Linked DNA regions of Gossypium hirsutum: region 2 is linked to region 1. The links are chromatin contacts, called in public Hi-C maps. All regions are on one chromosome and are shown on one strand. Each heading gives the region's core, a stretch centred on a gene start, on an enhancer-like site or on the middle of the called end of the contact. The rest is flanking DNA. Distances are from core to core; before and after follow the strand shown. Region 1 holds the start of LOC107895182 (cytochrome P450 71D10). Region 2 holds the start of LOC121202809 (fasciclin-like arabinogalactan protein 1).

Region 1 (4,843 bases), core at 1,362-3,861:
AAAGAAAATAATTTTTTGTACCGCCACTGTATCAGGCAGCACCGGTATGTATTTTATAAAAATTCAACATTGCACAACAGGTGTTGTCGAAATGTCAGGCAGCACTCCCCAAATTTCCCCCAATCATTCAACTATCCTTACATTTAAAAAGAAAATAATTTTTTGTACTGCCACTGTATCAGGCAGCACCGGTATGTATTTTATAAAAATACTCGAAAATAGTGTAAATTTATGAAAATGTGAAATTAACTTTGAATTGGATTGATTCATGTTATTATGCATGTGAAATGATTATTTGATTGATGAATTGAATATGATGAATTATGAAACTGAAATATATTTGGAATTTAATTGTTGTTGCCCTATTAATTGTTCAGGAAAAGTTAAATATAATTAGCATGCCATAAGATAGATCAAGTAGATGTTATTTCGACTACGTGTCGATGAGTGCTGGGAACAATTTTTATTTCAGTATATAAGTTTTATTATTTCCAAAATTTATGTGCCAGATATATTATCTTATGTGTATATTATCTTATGTGTAATACCATATTAACTTATTTTTTCTGCATATTACTTACTAAAAATCCAATTAATGATTAACTATTATTACTTGTGTCAAGATTGAAATATCAAAATTAGAAAAGTACAGGGAATTAAAATGATCTAATTGAAGAATATGGATCAAATCTACATATGTAAATATAGTATAGGAATAATTAAATTTAACCAAACTGATTTAACTACTACTGTTTAGGTTTCGACTAAAAGTGACCAATTCGAAAAATTATAAAAACTAATATTTAATCAAGTTAAAATACAATAACTAAATACATAACTTTCACAAAGTAGAAGGACTAAGAGCAGAATTTAATCTATGATATGCCTAGACAAATATATCCTCCTTGTGCTTGTAGGAAACGATAATAGAAGCATGGTAAGGAGTAGGAACTAAGACTAGATCAGTTTTCCTCCTCACGGACAAGGCAAACTCCTCGGTCATATCTATATCTTCTTGCTTCGGCAACTTCCAATCAAAATGGAACAACAGTTGGGCAAGTGGTAGCTCTAGATTTGGCACTGCAAATAGCATGCCTGGACATATCCTTCTTCCAGCGCCAAATGGAATGAACTCAAAATTTGTTCCCAAGAAATCTACTGAACTGTTGATAAACCTTTCAGGCTCAAATTTTTCAGGCTGAGCCCAATGATTTGGATCTCTCCCAATTGCCCAGGCATTGATAATCACTCTGGTCTTGGAAGGTATCTCAAATCCATTAATCTCACAATTCTTGCCACATTCTCTTGGAAGCAATAAAGGTAAAATAGGGTGCAGTCTTAAGGTTTCTTTTATAACACACTTTAGATATTGAAGTTGATGAATGCCTGTTTCATCCACATTTCCTTTTCCTTGGAATACCTGCCTTACCTCTGCTTGTGCTTTTGTCATAACTCTTGGATTTTTAATCATTTCCGACAATGCCCATTCTACAGTTGATGCAGATGTCTCACTTCCGGCAGTGAAAATATCCTAAAACAAAATTATAAATAACATTATGGCCATAAAATTTTGACAACAATTACCAAATTCCAGTAAAAGATAATGGACTCACTAATATGATGGCTTTGACGCTATTATCAGTTAAAGGGAATTCGTCATCTTCCTGAAGCCTTAAAAGAAGATCAACCAGATCTTCCCTGTCATCTTTACTTCTGCCTCTTGCTCTACTTTCTTTGTGATCATTAACAATGCTCTGAAGAATCCTATCAGCTTCTGCATGAGTCTTTTCAACTCTATACTTCACACCCGAAGCAACATCCAGGAATTGAAGTGAAGGAAAAAATTCGGAAACAAAGAAACCAGAAACCAGCTTCGTTTGCTCCGCAGCAACTGATATGAAAGAATCTTGATATTTGCATTTCTTACCAAAGGCTGCCCTCGCTGTTATGCCATAAGTCATTGAAAAAACTTTCTGGCTCAGATTCACAGCCAACCCATCATTTGATTTTATGGTTTTGACGAGATTCAACACTTCCTCTTCTCTTATCGATCGGAAGGAGGCGACCCGAGACGCACTCAGAAGCTCCGATGTACAAATTTTTCGCAGATTTCTCCAATACTTTCCATATGGTGAAAAGACAATATCAGTGCATTCATAAGTTATAATCTTGGCCGCAAGAAGTAAAGGCCTAGAAGCAAAGACAATATCATGTGTTTTCATAATCTCTTCAGCCATTTCTGCAGAAGAAATGACCACAGTTGAAACTTGACTGAGTTGCAGGTGCATGACGGCGCCATATTTCGTAGCCAAGTCACGCAGGGTGCGATGGGGTAGAGTAGAATCAGCGAGCTGGTGCAGATTTCCGATCAAAGGTAATTTCCGTGGCCCTGGAATCAACCTTTGAGTTAAACTCCTAGCTTTAGATTTCCTCACGCTTCGAATTGCAATTAACAAAACAAGAAGAAAGCTGATGAATATATGGAATAAGGGTATTCCGAACTCCATTAGCACAAATAAGAGGAGCTTGATAAAACAAACAAGAAAAAGAAGTAAAACAAAAGAAAACACTGATGAGAAGCATCACCACACAATGTTACGATATTTATATCTGACTCAACTTCTAGAACCATCCAAATTGTAATTACTACTCCAAAACAGTTGAATTAGATTTTTTTAAATTTTTTATTTTTAATAAATTTTTAATTAGACTAATTAAATCAATAAATTGATAACCTAATTAATTCTATTACAAATCCAATTTAAAAAATATAGTGATTTGTATTAGCAATGCGATTTGCATTATTAGTTAAGATACAAATGTGTTTGGTTGGTTAAATGTTATGTTATAATTTATAATGCTACATACTGATGATTTAATAAATTTATATTTTCAATTATTATTAACAAATCATAATATAAAATATAATCTCATTCCTACACGTATTTAGATAATGGATGTAATCTTAAATTTTAAATAAATTTATTCTTTCATTATTTTGACTAGTGAGCGTATTACACGAATTTAATTATATATATCAATTAAAATATTATTTTATATAAAACGAAAACACTAATAAAATTTATAAAAGAAAGTTATTAATTTAAAAAAATATATATTGTATTATGAGGTTTTTTAAAAAAGTTAAAATTTAATATGAAAAATACTATTTTATAAAATAGAAACAAAAGGTTTATAGGGTAAATTATTAATGATTAATTAAGTATGAAAATTATAGGGTAATAAATAAAGAAGCAGTTTGGTAGAAAAAAAATTAGGATAATAATTAAAGAAGTATTTTGTAACTCAAACAACTAACTTATATAACTCAAACATCTAACTTATAATCTAACATTTTCATATATAATCCTGTTTCTTCTTTAATAATGATTAGTTTAATTTTTTCCTAAATAAAATGTAATTCTAATTTAAAATTTTTTATTTTTCCCTTAACAGTAAAACAAAAGTTTTGGTTATGGAGAAAATATAAAACAAGAGAAGTTATACTTTCAAATTATAATTATCATAATGATTTATTTAGTAATTTATTAATTATAATTATAAGTATAATGGTTTATCTGAATTTTAAATATAAAATAAAAATACAAGTAATTTCTGTCATTTATTAGGTTTTTTTTTACAAAAAAAAAATTATTTACCAGAAAAGGCACACTACTAATTATTCTATAATTTCGTGCCCCTGTTTGTACTTTGGTACCCCTGATTACACTTTCGTGCCCCTGTTTGTACTTTAATGCCCCTGATAGCACTCTCATGCCCCTGTTTGTACTTTTGTACCCCTGATTGCATTTAGGTGCCCCTGTTTGCACTTCGGTACCCATGATTGCACTTACATGCCCCTGTTTGTACTTTGGTACCCCTGATTGCACTTTCATGCCCTTTTTTATACTCCGGTAACTTTTAACCAAATATTATATGAATTGTACTTAATGGTATTTAGATTAAGTGTTATATTATGTCCTTACTAAGCTTTGTAAGCTTATCGATTTTTGTAGACTGTTGTGTAGATAACCATCGCTGACATTTTGAAAGGATCATTCAACTGACTCACACTATCCATTCAAGTTGGTAGTTTTTGTGACTCTTAGGTTAGTGGCATGTATATATATAGATGAATATAAGGTTAAAGGGCATATGATGTTTTGTATTGGTATTTTGGTATGTTTATGCTTTGAAAGTTATTGTTAGTTTGGTGTACTTTAATGCTTCACCAAGTATTGTCATTTTGGGCACTTCCAAATGCTTGTATATAAGGTTCCATGTTGGTGTTTTATAATGTTATGAAAATGGTTATTTGATATAGGTCTTGGTAAGTGTTTTGAATTAGATTATATGCATGAACAAAAGTGTTTTTAGCTAGTCTTGACATGTTATGTTTGGATGTTAATTATGGTGCTTTTGAATTGCATATTAGTTAGTTAAATTAGGATTCTTTAAATGGAAAATATTTGTATGTTTAGATAAAGTTTTGGTGCTTAGAAAGTGTGCACAATTGGTCTAAATGTTTATGCATTAAATGGTCTTAGAAATGGTTTGATGTTAGGTAAATTTGGGTCCACACGGCCTGGCGACACAGCCGTGTGTCATCTGATGATTTTCTTATGGTGTAAGTCAGTGAGTTAGACGGCATAACACACGGCCCGGAACACAGGCATGTAGGGTAACTCAGAGAGTTACACGGCTTGGCACATGGGGGTGTGATATAGGCTTATGACACGACCGTGTAACCTTACTCAAATAGTTACACGGGTGAGGACATAGGCTGAGACATGGCGAGTGTCCCTATTTCGAAGGTTTCATGGCTTGAGATAGAGACGTGTGT
Region 2 (4,843 bases), core at 1,408-3,907, 260 kb after region 1:
TTTCAATATAAATTAGTTTGACACTAAACATGGTTTTAAAACAAGATTACCCACCCTCAATCCATTTCTATCACTCACTTTATGGATTTCTCTTTCACCACCTATCATCTTTTATTCCATCCTATTCTAGCATTTAAATATCCTTCCCAACCAATTACTTTGCTCTCACAATCAAATAAAATCAGTTTTTTTTTAAATTAAAATTTTACCTAAACTAATTTATATTAATATGTTATACACCTCCATCCATCTATACTCTAAGAGCCAATCGAATGAATAGATTTGAGTAAAAATATAAATCTAAGAAAATTGACCTAAATAAAAAAAATAAATCGAATTTCAAATAGGATTTTTAACCCCAAACTTTACTTGAATCATATATCTATACTTTCTTTCTTTTTTCCCTCTATTCAGCCGAATCTAAAGAAATTGAAAGCGTTTTGAAAGGTGAGAAAGTGAAGTTAGAAATTTTACTTGATGGTGGTGTTTAATTAATTAGCAAGTAGCATAATAGTAGTATTATGTATGTTTAGCTGAAATCATACAGCTTTTGGTTGGGGTTTTTTTAATAAAAAATATATTATATTTAATCAATATAAAATGAGATTACATTATATTAGAAAGATTATCGTGAAAAGATTGAAGGATTTCATCTGGAAGATGCATGAATATTGTGACGAACCTGAAAACTTGTTTTAGTCTTAATCCTTATGAGACTTTATGAAATTTGCATTAGCAAATTGCCTGTTGTTGTAGTGTGAGCGAGTTATTTGGCTTTTTTAAGGTATAAATTTTTTAATATATTTTTAATTTGTTGAAAAATATTTATTTGAAATTTTTTTTTTCATGTATTTGATGTATTTTAAAAAAAATTATTTTTATATAAAAAATAATCTAAAAAAATTAATACAGATAGGCCGTGTTAGATTGGAGTTTAGCATTTTTAATTTAGGTTAAATTTAGGCGGAAATTTAGGTCTATTTTTTAAACTAAGTCTAGCCCGAGTTTAAAATTATGCATACACTTATATTAATTCAATATGAAAATAAATGTGTATACAATTAAATTAGATTAAAATTTTATGTAAAAAGTTATAGAAAGTCAAAATTTATATATAATATTAAAAAAAATTCAACATACAATATCTAAATAAGTGTTGATAATCAGTGGGGTTTATTATAGATTTAATATATTATAGTTGAAAATAGTATTTTTTTAATCGTGTGATGTAAAATTAAACAAATCCTTTATTTTAGGAATTTGTTGTAAAGGAGAGCATGAAGACAAGGAGAATCATAACCGTCAAATGTTTATCGCGTTCTGGAACCTTTTTTGTCGGTGGGATTTCGCTAACGTCACAAGGCCGATCACTTTCCTCCCACGTGGCACCTTCTCATTGATTCACTAACGTCCTGGCTATCTTTTGGGGCACGCAGCATAGGTCCCACCACATGTAATGAAACTTAACTCTCATTTGACCGAATTTGCCCTCCCATTTTTCATCAAACGACGACATTACCCCAAAAGTTGACTGGCTAATTTCCTCATGACCATTTTGATCCTTCGCCGACACTGTCAAGTTGGCACATGTTCCTTCAATTAGACGGTAGTCATTTACCCAACCCTAAACAATTACATTGATTGGTCGAAAATAATTACATAAACTTTTGAGATATAATTCTTTAAATGAATATCATATTTGGCATGTGAATTAATAAGTCCCATAATCTGTGCCTAAACGAAGATAATAAAAAACAAAAAAGATGGTTGATAATATTCTATGCTTGCAAAATGGTGAATGGTGTGTGCATTTGAGTCAGCATAAATGAAAATAAAATGCCTTGATTTGTGAGGAAGAGATGCTAATAGCACATGACCTGTTTCCTTATGCTTCTTTACTCAATCCCAAAATTTCCATTTCATTTTTTCATTCCCCTAGTGTTTGCACGTTTTTGTTTGCTTTAACGTCAAGCACTTGTTTGCATCCTTTATAACTATTGCTTCCCATCATTTCCTTTAATGCTCTACTTTTGGACCAAAACTTGAGCATACTCTCAACATACCATCTTCTTCTTCTAACTTAATCATTCAAACTCACTTGCATTTTTAAAACTTTGATTTAAATAAAATAGGCTTATATGTTTTGTCAAAATGGCACTAATCGTATTTTTTAACCTTTTTAACGGTATTTTTATTAAATCTATTAAAAAAACAGATTGAAAAAAAGAACAAAGGCTAATAACAAAAAAAGCTCAAAAACACAATTAGGACTATTTTGACAAAATATACAAACGTTAGTGGCCAAATCAGTCGTTAACCCAATAAAATATAAAGCTTATGTTGTGTATACTAAATTGATTTTTTAATTTCAAAATATTAATTTGAGTTTTTGAATAATTTAAATCTATGAATGAAATTGAACTAATATTTAAAATTCAAATGAAGTATTAGGCTGATGATATCCCTAAAATTGTAAGCTTACCATCCGCCATTTCCATTGGAATCACCAACACACCTATTTTTATTACTTATAGTTAAGATTTAGATTTATAAGATTTTTAGAATTTAGGAGTGATTTGATCTTGGTATCAGCATATTTATTTCTATAATAAAATTATTATAACAATTCCCAAATCTACACCTTGTGGTTCCTTTGTAATTTAATGAAAACCCTAAACCCACAAAGCAATACTTTTTCTCTGGTTGAGCTTAACTTGACAACCAGAAGACGACAATCTCTACACCAAAACCTTGCCCCTCCTTTGTCCCTTTTCCCTCGCTCCCAAAACCACAAGCAGAGTGGCTTACTAAGTAAATTAATCATATTCCAAGCCCTTTCCTCCCCCCCCCCCCCGTTCAAAGTTCTCACCTTTCTCCCCCTACAAAAACTCTTGTTCAGTTCATCAAAATCAAAAAAGGAACCAATCCCCCCCCCAATTGATGTAAGCCAAGCCAACACACAGCACAGCAGCACAATGCCGCAAAAACACCCCCTTCTTCTTCTCATTTTCTCAGTTTTTCTCATCTTCCAAACATCAGATGGCCATAACATCACACGTTTACTAGCCAAGCACCCTTCTTTATCATCCTTCAACCATTACCTCACTCTCACCCATTTGGCTCAAGAGATCAACCGCCGCACTACCATCACTGTTCTCGCCTTAGATAACGCCGCCATGTCCTCTCTCTTGAATAAAAACCCTTCCATTTACACCATGAAGAACATCCTTTCCCTCCATGTTCTTCTTGACTACTTCGGTGCCAAGAAGCTTCACCAGATAACCAATGGCACCGCACTCGCCGCTACTATGTTCCAAGCCACTGGGGTCGCCCCTGGGGTTTCCGGCTTTGTTAACATAACCGATTTTAAAGGTGGAAAAGTTGGTTTTGGAGCTGAAGCTAATGGTGGGGATTTAGATTCTTTCTTTGTTAAATCTGTTGAGGAGCTCCCATATAATATATCTGTGATCCAGATCAGCAAGGCTTTGCCTTCTGCTATAGCTGAGGCTCCCACTCCAGGGCCGAGTGAGCTGAATATTACTGGGATTATGTCAGCACATGGATGTAAAGTGTTTGCTGATACCCTTTTAGCCAATCCTGAAGCCATGGGAACATATGAGGTAAGATCAAAATCTGTGTTTTTTCATTTTGTAAATATTTGATCTTTGAGGCTGTTTAGTGATAATTAAGTGAAGAAAGTGAGGCAAAGGTGAAAGAAATAAATGGGGGTAGAGGAAAAGGGTGGAAACAGTTAATTTCTGGCCATTTGATTGTGTGATGATGGAGTTGTTGAAAGAATAGTGTAAAGTATATTGAAGAAAGTTATAATAATGGCATAAGATACTGTTTACTCTTTTATTGGCCAAATCTTCGTTTTCATAAGTCAAGGATTTGTTTGGGAGTCAGTAGGTGATTTTCAATCTAAAAGTATGATAATGACACCTTGAGATTTTTCAAAATTTTTGTGTGTGTGTGTTTTTTTGCATGTGAATTTCTAGAAAAACTAACACAGATCTGGGTTTGTGTTGGGATGCCAAATGTTGATTTTGCATTGAAGTTTTGTTATTCGGATTTAAGAGAGTGTCTAATAAGAATACGTTGGTTCGCATTCGATACAAATGTATTCCATTATTTAAGAAAAGAAAAGAATCTAATTAATTTAAGTGTTTAGACTTAAACAAAGTAGATTTTGTACTACCCCACATGAGAAAATTTACATAATATAGTTGGATTGATATTATGATAAATCCAAGTAAGAAAAACATGCAGTAAATGCATGTGGCAGGTGGTTGGACTTGGAAGGCATCGATACAAATAGTAATGGCATAACAAATAGCAAGCTACTGTTTTGCTTTTTACTCGGACTCGGGTGTGTTTGGGCTTTGGAGGGTGGTATTAGTAATTGATATTTCACCTCAAAGGGGAAAATTTTATCTGAATGAATTGGATAGAAGTAGAAGATTATTGACATTTTGCTTTGTTTCTTCATTTTCTTCTTTGAAAAATTTGTAAGGGTAAAGCAATGTTTAACAAAGAAAATGTGATGATGGTGACTTGTAGGATAATCTGAATGGAGGATTGACTGTGTTCTGCCCACTGGATGATGCATTTAAAGCCTTTTTACCAAAGTACAAGAACCTGACTGCTTCAGGGAAAGAATCATTCCTTGAGTTTTTTGGTGTGCCTGTTTACCAATCTTTATCCATGTTGAAATCTAACAATGGTCTCATGAACACATTAGCTACCGATGGTGCTAGCAAGTTCGACTTCACCGTCCAAAACGATGGCGAACAGGTGACACTAAAGACCAAGATCAACACCGTCAAAATAACCGGGACTTTAC

What was found. A called contact is a pair of places that touch in the nucleus more often than the background predicts.
Region 2: a contact with region 1 is called in a Hi-C map of leaf, with 4 times the contacts expected there. The contact joins the promoter of LOC121202809 here to the promoter of LOC107895182 in region 1. A contact is called at or near these places in 9 of 34 Hi-C or Micro-C datasets (callus, hypocotyl and leaf).

What each region holds. Positions count from the first base shown.
Region 1 is chrA13:92,781,836-92,786,678 of Gossypium_hirsutum_v2.1, reverse strand. It overlaps LOC107895182 (cytochrome P450 71D10), which reads right to left and starts at 2,611. Exons shown (of 2, transcript XM_016820441.2): 1 at 1,614-2,611; 2 at 779-1,531. The coding sequence starts at 2,507. The coding sequence ends at 887.
Region 2 is chrA13:92,519,790-92,524,632 of Gossypium_hirsutum_v2.1, reverse strand. LOC121202809 (fasciclin-like arabinogalactan protein 1) reads left to right here and starts at 2,657. Exons shown (of 2, transcript XM_041085265.1): 1 at 2,657-3,620; 2 at 4,561-4,843. The coding sequence starts at 2,664.